Regions from separate parts of the Pan troglodytes genome. Here region 2 is linked to region 1. The links are chromatin contacts, called in public Hi-C maps. All regions are on one chromosome and are shown on one strand. Each heading gives the region's core, a stretch centred on a gene start, on an enhancer-like site or on the middle of the called end of the contact. The rest is flanking DNA. Distances are from core to core; before and after follow the strand shown. Region 1 has its middle 220 kb from the start of SOX11. Region 2 holds the start of SOX11 (SRY-box transcription factor 11).

Region 1 (7,642 bases), core at 4,964-7,463:
CCAAGTTACATATAACAGTTTGGAGACAAACCGACTCAGTAGAGGCTCAGACTGGCCGATATCAAGGCCCTTTGTGGAATAATTCCAAGAAATGCATTAACTATCATATATTATGAGATATTTGCATAGTTCTGTGGCAAAATAAAATTGCCATATGAATCTGTGAATGTAAAAGTGTGTTGCCTGGTGTAATTGAGACACAAACAGAGACTTATATGTGGCAAGTTCCTCTGACTGCTTCTTCTCTCACAAGACAGCTCACAGATTCAGCCTTTCATTCACACATGTGAGATAAAATACTACCCAAAGGGATAAGTTCAGGTTTTTGAGCTTAGGGCATTTTTCAGGAAAAATGAGGATAACGGAACACACACATACCTACACAGAGCCAGCTTCATAGGCACGCAAACTGTGCAGCCCCACACAGCCCCACACAACACCACACAGCCCCACACAGCCACATGCTCAGCAGAGGGTTTAAGGTACTATTGTCTCCATCCTGAAATTCTTAGTAATTTTTGAACAAAAGGCTGAATACTTTTATTTTATACGGGTTCCCACAAAGTATGTGTTTGGTCTTATGTGCATATATGGATAGATAGCAAATAGATGATAGAGACAGATAAACAGATAAATAGATATGACAGTGATGACTATGATAATAGATCAAGATTTGAATAAAGAAAGCAAGCTGTGGGGATGAGAAAGAAACTTTCTACCATACTATTTTTCTTCAAATCACTTATCTTTTGCCTGATTCACATCTTATCTGGTGAGAAAATTTCAATTTGATTATTAATAGAGAATTTAAATTCTCTGAAAGACCACTGTTTATGAGTTGCACTAAAATCAGTAACCTACTTCATTAAACAGAGTTAATAATGTTATTTTCGTGGGTACTTCAATACAGAGTAGAAAGCCACTTTTTCCAGGAAAGGTAGTGTATTTGTCAATAATCTTCTTTCCACTTTCTTCATCGTAACTTAATGCCCAAGAATCAGCTAATCTCAGTGAAAAAAAAAATATATACGCCTCATGCGCTGCCACCTCAAACATCACCTAGAGTCAAATTGTTTCAAAACATGAGTTCCACTGGCTTCCAGCCCAAGTCGCAGTGACTGCACTTCATGCTGCTGAAACTGCAAACAGTTCAATCTGAAGGCTTCCATCGCAGGAGAACTGGATGTGCAACTAGATGACACTATAGATAAGTGGATTAATCCAGAAACTTCTAATGCTTTCTAATTCCATTCAATGGGGAAAGATGGTCACAGTGACAAGATGAGTATATTCTTAAAAAAAAATTGTTAGAAATCTTCTAATGCAGTGTTAATCTCCTTAGTATTGCCATTTTGATGATTACATAGTACTGGTTTTCTGTATTTCCATCTTTTAAAAACATTATTATTACTCTTTTATTTTTATAGGATAGGGTCTTGCTATGTTGTTCTGGCTGGTCTCAAACTCCTAGGCTCAAGTGACCCACCCATCTCAGCCTCCCAAGTGGCTGATATTATAGGCTTGAGCCACTCTACCTGGGTCTTTTTTTCCCCTTTAAGTTATTCTACATTTGAGCTTACTTTAAAATTATGTTTTCTTTCTAAATTAGAAAAATCACTGATTCTCAAACTATTAAAACTAGAAGAACTATTTGGAATTATTTAGCTCATTGTTTTACAATGTTAAAGTATTTTCTTACGGTCTTCATATATTTTTTCCATACCTTGATTCCCTAAATACAGTATAATGATTTCTATTTTTTAAAAATCAGTTCATTTTTTATGTTAAAGAAATTTACTCTTATCTTACGCAATAGTATCCATTAAATCCTGGATTTAATAAGCTAGTTTTAAACTTTCAAAACACACACACAAACACACAATTTTTTCCGTTGAATTTGTCTATGACCACCTGAAAATAGTATATGTATCTCTCTAATAAACATACTACAATTTGAGATATGGAAATACAATATAAACTTTTTGTGGTACAGACTAGCCAATTAAGGCTTAGTGAGCATATTCAAGAAAAAAAAAATATCCCATGGCCCAGTGGAAAATCTTAGGCTTAAAAAATTTTTAATTATAATCCTTACCCTGCCATTTCCTACCTCTACCTCTTTGACTAAGTTACCTAAAAATCTGTGAGCCTCAGTTTTCTTATACATAGGAATGACATTTAAGCAACAACCTAGCCCATACAACACTCCTGAGGACTAAATAATCCCAAGAAGGAGGGGTTATAATGGGTTTGTGATGGTGACAGATGACATAGATCATTGTAAAGATTGTGGATTTTATTCTGAGATAGAAAGCCATCCCTCAAGGTCACAAGGGCAGTTATTGACAGATGACAAACAAAACCAAATTTCCCTACTTCTCAGTTGAATGACCTGGGTGCAAAATGTACTAAGTTAGTTAGATGTTAAATAAACTAGTGTCATTTATCCGTCTTCAATGAACTGAGTTTTTATAAGACTTTATCTAGCCAATAATGTTCACAGAGCACAGATAACTCTCTTTCCTAATGAAAATACATAGTGTATTATTGTATGAGGATCAATGGTTCCCTAATTTTTTTCTGACATGGTTGCTTCATTGCAATTTATCTCTGCAGCAAAAGGTAGAATGATTGGTTCCTTTCTGATTTTTCCTTTCAATCTAACATATGGTTCTGTTTAAATGTGTCCATGTTTGCAACTTACAGTTGACGTTTTTGGCACTCAGAATAGTATCTTGCAATTATACTTAGTTTAGAAAGAAGGGTTTGCTTTAACAGCAGAATGCATGAAATAAAAAAGTTCAAGTCAAATTTATTGGCTGCTGAGAGCCCTCCAGAATGTAGACGTCTGGTCTGGGGGAACTCAATGGATTTCTGTTCTTGGTACATGCACCCACTTATGTGTTCATGTCCCACCCCCCATCCTCACAGCCATTACATGAAAGCATCTGAGTGTTGTACAAGGTTAAAGCTTTTTGTGTTAATCTATCCCATATGGAGCAGGTATTAAACAGACAGCAAATTCAGTCAAAGCCTGGGGCAAGCATGCATTTGTAACTAGGGACACTGTCAAGGGACTTTTGTAGCAAAGAATACTGGGGGGGAAACAGAGAAAAGAGCATATGGAAAGTAGAAAAGTACCTCCCAGGCTAGACTCAGCCTGCAAATAATTGTATTTGTGAAGACTCTAAACTTCTTACTGTGGTCATAGTTGACATTTACAAACACTTGGGGAAGGGGTGCTCCTCCTGCTTCACCATGCCCATGAGACACAGAGTTACCCAATTTCTGAGCCTAACTGCAGAAATTAAACCCAGAAATAACAGTGATTCAGCACAACTCAACAGTGTCCCAGCACCAGATCCTGGACACACGGAAATTAGTAAAACAAAGGAGCTCTGCAAAAGTAGTAGAAAGGCACATGTCAAGCTCTTCGCCATTTAAGCGAAAAGATTTTATGTTTTAAGTACTGAATTTTGAGCAAATGAGAGACTGACTGAGAATTCTTGGTGGTTAGAATATCTATATCAAAATCAACATGTGACCAGGCCAGTTCATGACGTATATCAGACAATGGAGATCTGGAATAGACTCAGAACAACAAAATTGTGGGAAGCCAACTAGAGGAGACACTGGCACTGCTGACCCTGGTTCAAGGGCAGGTTGATCCCCCAGGATGGAGGAACTGGAAGTCAGTACCAAAAGACAAGCTAGGCTTGTTTCTTTCTATATCTTTTTACAAACGTTTTTGCTTACTTATAAGATTTAAAGTGTTCTAAAACATGGATACAGTTCTTCTGGGTGTTTTTATCCTCTGCTTGTGTGTACAAGATTCTTAAAGGACTCTTCTGGGTGACATAATCCTATCATCTATTCATGTAGATCTCATGCATAGAATAAGCCCAAGCAAAGCCTGCAAAACCATTTATTAAGTGGAATGCATGGCCAGGGAGGTTTGAGAAGAGGGAGAGTTTGGGGTTAGATGATATCTAAAATCTCTTTCAGCTCTGAGTCTATTATTCTATGAGAGGTCTCTGAGCTCAAAAAACCTCGCAAACATCAGTGGCCCGGCTGGACCTCTACCCTGCTACCCAGATGGCAACCTAGTAGGAGACCACCTTCTGAGTCAGCCAGATCAACCTTCTTCTTGTTGACAAATACTGAGTAGCCACTCCATGCCAGGCACTGAAGATACAAAAGTGAGCAAAACCAACATAACCTTTGTGTTCTCATGGTGTTTCCATTGTAGGGGGGGATGCAGACATTGTTCAGTAATCACTGTAAGAGTGTGTATTAAAAGTGATATAAGGCCGGGCATGGTGGCTCACGCCTGTAATCCCAGCACTTTGGGAGGCCAAGGCGGGCAGATCACGAGGTCAGGAGATCGAGACCATCCTGGCCAAAATGGTGAAACCCTGTTTCTACTAAAAATATAAAAATTAGCTGGGTGTGGTGGCGCATGCCTGTAATCCCAGTTACTCAGGAGGCTGAGGCAGGAGAATCGCTTGAACGAGGGAGTCAGAGGTTGCAGGGAGCCAAGATCGTGCCACTGCACTCCAGCCTGGTGACAGAGCGAGACTCCATCTCACAAAAAAAAAAAAAAAAAAGTGATATAAAAGATCCAAATGAATCCTATGTGTCATATAATAAACTTGGCCTAGATTAGGCAATCAGGGAACGATGTCTAGGGGGAGTGATATTTGAGCCAAAATCTGAGGAACAGGGGTTAACTAAAGGAAGGAGGAACGTGAGTTTCCGGAGAGATGAAACAAACATATGCAGGGGAAGAACGTGACATCATAAAATCTAAAGGAAGGCCAGTAGGCTGGAGGAGAAATCCTGACGGGCAGAGGCAATGAAGTGTCTAAGATGCAATGTGGGAGCCAGGCTGGTCCACTTAGGGACTCAGGCCGGGAAAGAGATTCTGCCCCTGAATCTAAGTGATAATGAAGAGGCGCTGTAGGTTTTAAGTTGAAGGTTAACTTAGATTTGAATTTGAAAAGACCAATTTGGCATTCACTTTCCTAGATGGAACCAAACAGTTTTTGAATCAACTTTTAACTTACACTCCTTAGGTAGGCAATTTTCAAACAATCTTCAAGGCTTGGTGCTTATTTTGCATATAAATGGCTGGGCTAATTTGCGCTGCTTATAGCTTAGACCCAAAGGATGCTGGCCAACTAGGGTTTTCTGGCCTTTCTGTGCAAATTAGCCTCTTTCATTTCCTTGAAGAGTTGAGCTCATTGGGAAAACGCCAGAAGCATCGACAACAGTCAAGGATGGTGTTTGGGGCAGGAGTTTAATTAACTAATAGGAAGATTGACAACAGATGTTGAGAACCTGCAACAGGGGGGACTTCAGATAAGGTACCAGAAATTCCACTTTCACCCTTGATAGAGCACTTAGCCACTTTGGGCTTCTGTTTCCTTGTTTATAAAATAGGATTCTTTCATTCATGCATTTGTTTTTTCTTGTTTTTAAATAATGCCCATTTACCAAATCTTGTGCTAAGCTCTGGAGATACACAAAATAAATAAAGTGTGGGGCCAGGCTTTAAGTCACGCACTGTCACTAGGGAAGAGAAGATCCAATCTTTAGTGAGTACTTACTGCATTCTGACAGTGTTTGGTACTTTCATATGCATTCCATTCTCTAATTCTTACAACAACCAGGGGAGATCATCAGCTTCTTAGCCACACTCTTAGAAATGGGAAAACTAAGACTTAGAGAGAGGAAGTACCTAACCTAAGCTCAGGCAGATGGTAAATGGCAGAGCCAGCTTTCACACTCAAGGCTGTTTGATTCCAAAGCCCATGTTCTTTTCACTGTAACACACTGTAAGCAAGTCATTACAGAACCAAGTGATAAGTGTTTTAGAGGAGGTATGTACAAAGAATTATGGGAGCAGAGTGGGGCGAGACTAATAATAGCTTCCCTGATGTTTCATAGGGCTGTCTGGAGGATCACATGCACTAATGGACTTGAAAGTGCTTTGTAAACTAAAAAGTGCTATATAAATATAAGGGATTATTGTAACCCACATATCCGGATCTGCTATGTGAGGGTGCTGAGTAATTCTCAGTGTGAGAAATACATGCTTGGACTATGGCTATTTAATTCCTTCATTTCCAGGACTTTCTTGGCATTCACTAAACCACAGGGGTGGGTCTGGCAGCCAGCAATCTCACACATTCTAAATGGAAGCTGATGCCTGTCAGCTGTGTGGGGACATTCCTGGGTGCTGAGCACTCAAATGGCACTCCAGGTTTTTATCTCTGAGCTGAAAGGGAAAGGATTGATTTAGCTTGGAGAGCTCCCGAGCAACTCTCCTCCCTCTCCTGCTGTCCAGAACCCAGCAGCCCCTAAGAAGGCCCTCCCATTGCCTCAACTCCCAATGATTTCCTGCTGGGACTGCCCACAGAGATAAGCTCCAGCAGGGGCCAAGCTGAGTCACCGTCTCCACCTTGCGGTGGGGCCCTGGGGAGAGGGATGGCTTGGAGACAGGGCCTGTTTATAATTACAGGGATTTTCCAGGCTACCCAGGATGGGGACAGGGTGGATTGTAAGCAGTTGTGCTCAGTAGCCAGGGAGTGACAATAGGGCTGTGTGACCCAACTTGGAGTCCACTAGGAGAAATGTGTGACCAGGCTGAGAACAGAGATCCTCCCACCGGCCAGTACTGTGGTTAGCATGGGCACTGCCTTTGTGAATATCTATCTATTCACATGGATGGGCATCCTTATTTTTTCTAAGTAGGAAGGCCTATCATCTTATTGTAGACTTAATTTTAAGGCCTCTCTAACTTACTAGGGCTCATGAAAACAGCTCATACTGCTACCCCTGCTGGTCTCTCTGTCTCCTAAACATACAGGTTTGTATCATGAAGACTGGCAGCCCAAGGGTCAGGCCTGGATCACGCAAGCTTTTCCCTCTCCAATGCCTCACTCCTCCAAGGCAAGTCACAGTAGGACAAGCACTGGGGCAGACTTGAGGACTGGAAGAGAGGCCGACTCGCCTCCTTGCTGTCTGTCCTCCTTCTCCTGCTCAGCCACACCCCTATCTCATATGCATGGGGTTTTCACCAGGCTCCCTTGCCCCACAAGTGTATTGACACAACCCTGCCTGTTCCTTATAGTCCACAGAACAAGCATTAGCACCCTCGCCTCAAGGGGTCCCTCTGCTGGTGGAAATGACCCAGAAAGAGAAGGCATCAGAAGCCCAAGGAGAACCCTACCTTTTGGAGGAGCCACGGCTGCAATGAGGAGTTTGACAGTCCCACAAATATTAACCGCGTCCCCACAGAAAGGAATCAGCAAAATCCGAGAAGCAGAAAGGCAGGAGAGATGAGAGCCAGGAGAGAATCATTCCTCATATTTCAAGAAAAGAGACAGCTTTAAGAAGAAGAGGTAGGCAGCGGTTAAATTTCAGATAACATTAAATAGGATGAGGCTCCACCGAAGTTAAACCACTGATGAGTTTTACAAGAACGATATCCAGAACCTGGTGGAGATTTCAACAAACTGAAGTGGGAAGGAAGCAGATATAGACTGCTTTCCCTAGAACTTTGGAGGTGATAAGAATAAAAGAGGAAAATCAGAGAGATCAAGGGTTCTTTTATTCATTTATTTTTAATATGGAATCT
Region 2 (6,752 bases), core at 571-3,070, 220 kb before region 1:
ATGACTGTAAATTCTTTTGGTTCCTATGGCCCTGGAAAGAATAAATTGCCAGCATTATCAAGATTTAAGTTGGTCTGAATATTCCAAGTATTCGATGCAGTGTTTTTCTTTAGGATGAGTCGGGGAAGTGGGGGACGGGGGCGGGAATGGGTTATCGCAATGGCGGTAATTTTTTCAAATCATGATCTGTGAAAAACACGGTATTATTTTATGATATTAGAATCCTCAGAGAAGATCCAGTACTTAAGAAATGTAGTATTATTTGCAGGAGGGCACCTGAAAGGAAGCAGATTTGGATAATTTTCCCAGTCCTACACGGCTGATTTCTCTGGTGAAGGGATCCGGGCAGTGTCTTAGGAACTGCTCAAAGTTCCCAGATACCCAGTGCTGGGGGGTGTGGAGAAGGCGAGCGTGGCGACAGACCATACCTAGGAAGCGGCGATTTTCTTTAATTGCCCCCAGAATATCCGTAGAGGTAGTAGGGACTCAATAAAGAAACACAAAGGAGACGAACACGGCACGATCGCCGGGGTCCGCGGCTGCTCTGCGAGGCCCAGCGCGCCCCAGGTCGCGGCTCCCCGGCCGCCAGCGCACCTTTCCATCTCCAGGGAAAATATTTAGACGGGAAACTCGAGTGCACCTTATTTTCTCTTTGGTTTATGAGTGACCCAGAAGGCTTCTAGCTCACAATCGCACGATTTCAGGACGAGGCTGCCGGAGAAGCGCTGGCGACCAAGGATGGGGGAAGGACAAAGAGGAAGAGGAGGCCTGGGAAGGAGAAAGGAGCGGCGGAGGGGCGGGGAGACGACGGGGCGGGGAGAGGAGGGGCGGGGAGCAGAGGGAGAAGGGAAGGAGGGCGCCGGGCCCCTCGCAGGGACGCCGGGCGGGGCGCGGGCGTGCTGGAGCCTGCGGGACCCAGACCCCGCTCCGGAGCCAGCCCTGGGAGTGGCCAGCTTGAACCCGAGGGCCCCGCAGACCGTTACTCCGGCCCCCGCCCGGGGCGGGGCGCGCGGGGGCGCGGCGCAGCCCAACCCGCACAGCCGCGTCCCCAAACACCACCGAGGAGGGAAAACAGACGGAGAAAAAGGACAAAACAGAAAAATGCAAAACGGGGGAGGGAGCTTACCGCCTCTCGAGCTTTAAATTGATTTATTTGCCTTACAAAAAGGGAGAAAGGGAAAAGGAGAGCAGAGCCCACGTGCCGGGAAGGTTGTTGTCTTCAAGCGCCACCTTCCGTCGGCCAGGGCCGCCGCGGGGCTACCGGGCGGGCTCGGGGCGGCGACGCGGGGGAGCGGCCGAGCCCCGCGAGGGGCTCGCCGGGGAGCAGCTGCGCCCACCCCGGGGCAGGCCGGGCGCGGCTGACCGCGAGCCGGGCGGAGGCCGCCGTCTCAGGCTGGGCGCGTGCCCGAGTATGTGCACCCGGGGAGTGAGCGCGCGCCGTCCGCTGTCGCCGTCGGGCCTCCCGGGGACTGGGCACAAAGGCGCGCGGGGCCTCTCCCGGGACCCGGTCCTCGGTTAGCGCCGGCGCCCGAACCATCCCGGTTCGCCCCGGGCCGCCCGCTCCCCGTGGTGCCGCGCGCCGCTTCCGAGCATCCCGGGAACAGGCGCATCTGTGCACACACGCGGATTTTTTAAAAATAACATATTTCTAGACATGCCTCCTCTCCCCCCACCCCCATCTTTGCAAAGCAGCCCGGAGGGCGGGGTGGAGGGGCGGGGCCTCCGAGTTAATAAAGGAAGATGGGCGGAGCCGGCCCCCAGCCATTGGCTAGCTGGGGGAGTGATGTCACCCATATGACACCCTGATAACTAGTTGAGAGAGAGACCTCAACTTTTTGCAGAAGGAGCGCGCGCGCCTGGGAGAGCTCGGGGTCCGGCGCTTGCGGTAGGAGCCACGAGCCGGAGAGAGGGGTCCCGGGCTGCCTCGACCGCCGTCGCCACCGCCTCTCCTGTCGCGACCGCAGCTCCCACCGCGCCGGCGGCCGTCGCCGCCGAAGCCACCACAGCCGCTGTGTGCAGCCTGGAAGGGGGGGCGGGGGGGAGGGGGGGAGCCGCGAAAGCGGGGTGCCGAGGACTTTGCAACTTGCCCAGGAAGGTGGAGGGGTGGGAGGGGGAGGGGGACCTCCGCACGAGACCCAGCGGCCCGGGTTGGAGCGTCCAGCCCTGCAGCGGATCATGGTGCAGCAGGCGGAGAGCTTGGAAGCGGAGAGCAACCTGCCCCGGGAGGCGCTGGACACGGAGGAGGGCGAATTCATGGCTTGCAGCCCGGTGGCCCTGGACGAGAGCGACCCAGACTGGTGCAAGACGGCGTCGGGCCACATCAAGCGGCCGATGAACGCGTTCATGGTATGGTCCAAGATCGAACGCAGGAAGATCATGGAGCAGTCTCCGGACATGCACAACGCCGAGATCTCCAAGAGGCTGGGCAAGCGCTGGAAAATGCTGAAGGACAGCGAGAAGATCCCGTTCATCCGGGAGGCGGAGCGGCTGCGGCTCAAGCACATGGCCGACTACCCCGACTACAAGTACCGGCCCCGGAAAAAGCCCAAAATGGACCCCTCGGCCAAGCCCAGCGCCAGCCAGAGCCCAGAGAAGAGCGCGGCCGGCGGCGGCGGCGGGAGCGCGGGCGGAGGCGCGGGCGGTGCCAAGACCTCCAAGGGCTCCAGCAAGAAATGCGGCAAGCTCAAGGCCCCCGCGGCCGCCGGCGCCAAGGCGGGCGCGGGCAAGGCGGCCCAGTCCGGGGACTACGGGGGCGCGGGCGACGACTACGTGCTGGGCAGCCTGCGCGTGAGCGGCTCGGGCGGCGGCGGCGCGGGCAAGACGGTCAAGTGCGTGTTTCTGGATGAGGACGACGACGACGACGACGACGAGGAGGAGCTGCAGCTGCAGATCAAACAGGAGCCGGACGAGGAGGACGAGGAACCACCGCACCAGCAGCTCCTGCAGCCGCCGGGGCAGCAGCCGTCGCAGCTGCTGAGACGCTACAACGTCGCCAAAGTGCCCGCCAGCCCTACGCTGAGCAGCTCGGCGGAGTCCCCCGAGGGAGCGAGCCTCTACGACGAGGTGCGGGCCGGCGCAACCTCGGGCGCCGGGGGCGGCAGCCGCCTCTACTACAGCTTCAAGAACATCACCAAGCAGCACCCGCCGCCGCTCGCGCAGCCCGCGCTGTCGCCCGCGTCCTCGCGCTCGGTGTCCACCTCCTCGTCCAGCAGCAGCGGCAGCAGCAGCGGCAGCAGCGGCGAGGACGCCGACGACCTGATGTTCGACCTGAGCTTGAATTTCTCCCAAAGCGCGCACAGCGCCAGCGAGCAGCAGCTGGGGGGCGGCGCGGCGGCCGGGAACCTGTCCCTGTCGCTGGTGGATAAGGATTTGGATTCGTTCAGCGAGGGCAGCCTGGGCTCCCACTTCGAGTTCCCCGACTACTGCACGCCGGAGCTGAGCGAGATGATCGCGGGGGACTGGCTGGAGGCGAACTTCTCCGACCTGGTGTTCACATATTGAAAGGCGCCCGCTGCTCGCTCTTTCTCTCGGAGGGTGCAGAGCTGGGTTCCTTGGGAGGAAGTTGTAGTGGTGATGATGATGATGATGATAATGATGATGATGATGGTGGTGTTGATGGTGGCGGTGGTAGGGTGGAGGGGAGAGAAGAAGATGCTGATGATATTGATAAGATGTCGTGACGCAAAGAAATTGGAAAACATGATGAAAATTTTGGTGGAGTTAAAGTGAAATGAGTAGTTTTTAAACATTTTTCCTGTCCTTTTTTTGTCCCCCCTCCCTTCCTTTATCGTGTCTCAAGGTAGTTGCATACCTAGTCTGGAGTTGTGATTTTTTTCCCAAAAAATGTGTTTTTGTAATTACTATTTCTTTTTCCTGAAATTCGTGATTGCAACAAAGGCAGAGGGGGCGGGGCGGGGGAGGGGAGGTAGGACCCGCTCCGGAAGGCGCTGTTTGAAGCTTGTCGGTCTTTGAAGTCTGGAAGACGTCTGCAGAGGACCCTTTTGGCAGCACAACTGTTACTCTAGGGAGTTGGTGGAGATATTTTTTTTTTTTTCTTAAGAGAACTTAAAGAACTGGTGATTTTTTTTTAACAAAAAAAGGGACCATTACAACTTTTGTTAATTTAATTTTTTTTTTTTTTTTTTTTTTTTTTTTTTTGGAGGGAGAAAACTGATGTCTTCTATGCATCCGATTCTTAACAAAACTGCAGGGAGCTTGAAAAAATGCAGACTGTACAAACGCTTACAAAAAAAAAAAAACTGTGAACTGACTTAAGATCAGAGTTTACTTTTCAGATCAAATTGTTTATGGTTTTACAAATGTGATTTCTACTTGCCAACTTTTTTTTTGTAACTTGTTCCCTTATACCTCCTTGATTGAATACCAGACAGCCTAGACCTCAGTACAAAAGGTATTGAAACATTTTTGATACATAACAGACCTCAGTCTTTTTTAAAAATTAATATATTTTCAGGCGTATTTTTGTACAGTGAAAAGGGAACATTCTTGCTGTGTTTTTTCAGTAAGACTTTCAGGCACTTCTTCCCTTTTGATTTCTTTTTTTTCCTCTGTTTTTTAGCATGCAAGTATGTTGGTACGTTATGTCCTGGTTTAAAAAGGATTAAAATTTTAAAATAATCCTTGCATCTAAAGGCCTTGTGGTTTAAAAAAAAAAAGCAAACTTTTTTTTGTACAGCTATAGTAGAGATTTGTTCAATATTTGTAGGTAAAGATTTATTGAAAATGGTGATATAGACCTCAGAGCTGTTATCTTAGTTTAAAGATTGTATATGTACTGTACTATAGTAGGACTTTATGTATCTCATACGCTGTGATGTGGATGGGGCCCCAGATGGAAGGTTTGAAACTGGATTCTCGATTTTTAGCAAAAAAGAAAAAAAAAAGGCACATAGTTTAAAAAGTTTCTCATTTTGTGCAATATAATCTAAATAAAGTACAGACCATCTGCATATTTTGTAGCAAATGGTGGCAAAGCAGACTCAATGCACTGTCGACATCATTGCTTGTTTTTTGTTTTTTTTTTTTTTTTTGTGCTGGAAGTCTGTATCTTGACAATTTTAATAAATCAGCTGGAACTGATAGAAACTCGCATCGCCAATAGTCTCTATGGAAGTCAAACTGGAGGTTCTGCTGTCGCAGAGCATTCGGTGGTGAGGCTGTTGTGTGCGCGGATGAGGGGAGGTGGCAGGAGAGAATTCTACATTTAGGGGGTTAGGCTGAAAAGTGTTCAATTAGCAGGCTGATTTCTTTTTCCTCTTTCGCTAGTTGTGAAAGACAGGGGAAGGGTGTTCTTTCTCTCTGCCCTCCCTTTCCATCTCCAGCTCCCCATTTCCTTTCTCACCTCCTCCTCCACTCCCTGCCTCTTCTCCCCACCCATCCTGGCGGGCGGGCTGCGCGGAGGCTCGGGAGCTGGCCGGGGAGGGGCGGATGGAGGGGCCTGGGTTGCCAGCTCGCTTGGTCGGGGTCCTGTTCGCTGGGGCTTGTGTGTTCTCTGCGGCGGGCCGCGTCCCTGCTGAGCCTCGCGGTGACAGCCGCCTTTGGCAGCGAGGGCTCGGGGCACTTCTATCCCCGCCTCTCAAAGGGTGGGGACAGCCGTTACCAGATTTGAATTTTTTCTGTTCTTTATTTTTAACGCTGCATCTTCGCGTGTGCTCAGAGGTGGTTGTTGGCGGAGAACGCCGCCGCAGTGTTTGACCTCTAGCGGTGAAGGGGGAAGGGGAAGAGGAAAGGAGAGAAGTGGTCGGTGTCTGTTTCCTTCTGTCCCCCGGGGCCGTGGAGCTGTCGGAGGGAAGGAGGACGATGCAGGGCCGCACGGGGCGCGGGGCGCGGCGGGACCCAGGCTACGAGCGGGAGGGAGGCGGGAGTCGGGGGAAGACGCGGCAGGCCGGCCGAGGGCACCCCGAGGAACATGGCATGGCCTCTGTGCGATCCGAGTCGCGGTCTCCGGGGTGCCTGGGAGGGCCGAACCACTGGTGAGGGCGTGGGGAGCAGGGGGTGGCAGAGGGCACCCGGGCGGTAGCCCGGGACGCACAAGGCAGAGCCCTGACGCTCCGGGTCCCCGTGCCTGGCTCTTCTTGCCTCGCCACCGCGTGCTCCTGGGCGCGCCCCGCCGCGGGCCCTTGAGGCGCGCGGAGACACCAGCGCTGGCTTCCCGGGCCCGCGGGCCGGGGAGGGAAGCCTCGGGGCTGCGGGGTGAGAGGAAGAAAGCAAACCCGGGGAGCAGGCGGCTGCCGCACCCGCGCACCTCGGGCCCTCACCACGCCCTCCCCGCGCGCCGGCTCAGGGGCTGCCCCGGAATCAGCTCCCCGGGGCCGCCGCAACAAAGGTGGATCCGCATCTTGATTGTTCTCCGGGAGCCTCCTGGGGGCTCCGGCGGCGGCGCGGGCGCGACCCATCCCGCTGGCGCTCCCCGCTCGCTGAGCACCGTTTGCCTGTCCACACCCCCTCGCTCCCCACCATTTTTTCCTGACCGGCCTGTGTCCCCGAGCCCTCGCGGCAGGCCCGAGCAGGCGATCGCGGCCGGGCACGCGCGCCCCGGGCTCCCGCCCCCCTTCCGAGCATCCGCCGCCTCTTTTCTGCTGGGTCCGGGAGGAGGGAGGCTGGGAGGCCGCTCGGGGCCCAGCGTGCCAGCCCCGGAGTTCAGCCTCCCGAGCTGCGGCGCCCGCAGCGGAGGAGGTTTGCAGTGGCTGATTGAAACTCACTGCAAAATCACCACGACTCTTTCACCTACT

Evidence for each region. A called contact is a pair of places that touch in the nucleus more often than the background predicts.
Region 2: a Hi-C map of stem cell-derived neural progenitor cells shows a contact between it and region 1, with 6 times the contacts expected there. The contact joins the promoter of SOX11 here to the enhancer-like site in region 1. A contact is called at or near these places in 2 of 7 Hi-C or Micro-C datasets (induced pluripotent stem cells and stem cell-derived neural progenitor cells) and 1 of 1 datasets of contacts at active chromatin or transcription factors (stem cell-derived excitatory neurons).

What each region holds. Positions count from the first base shown.
Region 1 is chr12:116,955,017-116,962,658 of NHGRI_mPanTro3-v2.0_pri, reverse strand. No RefSeq gene overlaps it. Among named protein-coding and RNA genes, the nearest start is that of SOX11, 220 kb to the left of the region's middle. Within about 2 kb of position 6,213, at least 8 of the 24 cell types and tissues checked have an H3K27ac peak or open chromatin away from gene starts, as enhancers often do. A contact at or near this core is called in stem cell-derived neural progenitor cells, where this site is marked.
Region 2 is chr12:117,175,473-117,182,224 of NHGRI_mPanTro3-v2.0_pri, reverse strand. It overlaps SOX11 (SRY-box transcription factor 11), which reads left to right and starts at 1,820. Exons shown (of 1, transcript XM_009441951.5): 1 at 1,820-6,752. The coding sequence starts at 2,176. The coding sequence ends at 3,501. LOC134807841 (a long non-coding RNA gene) reads right to left here and starts at 743. Exons shown (of 5, transcript XR_010149219.1): 1 at 429-743.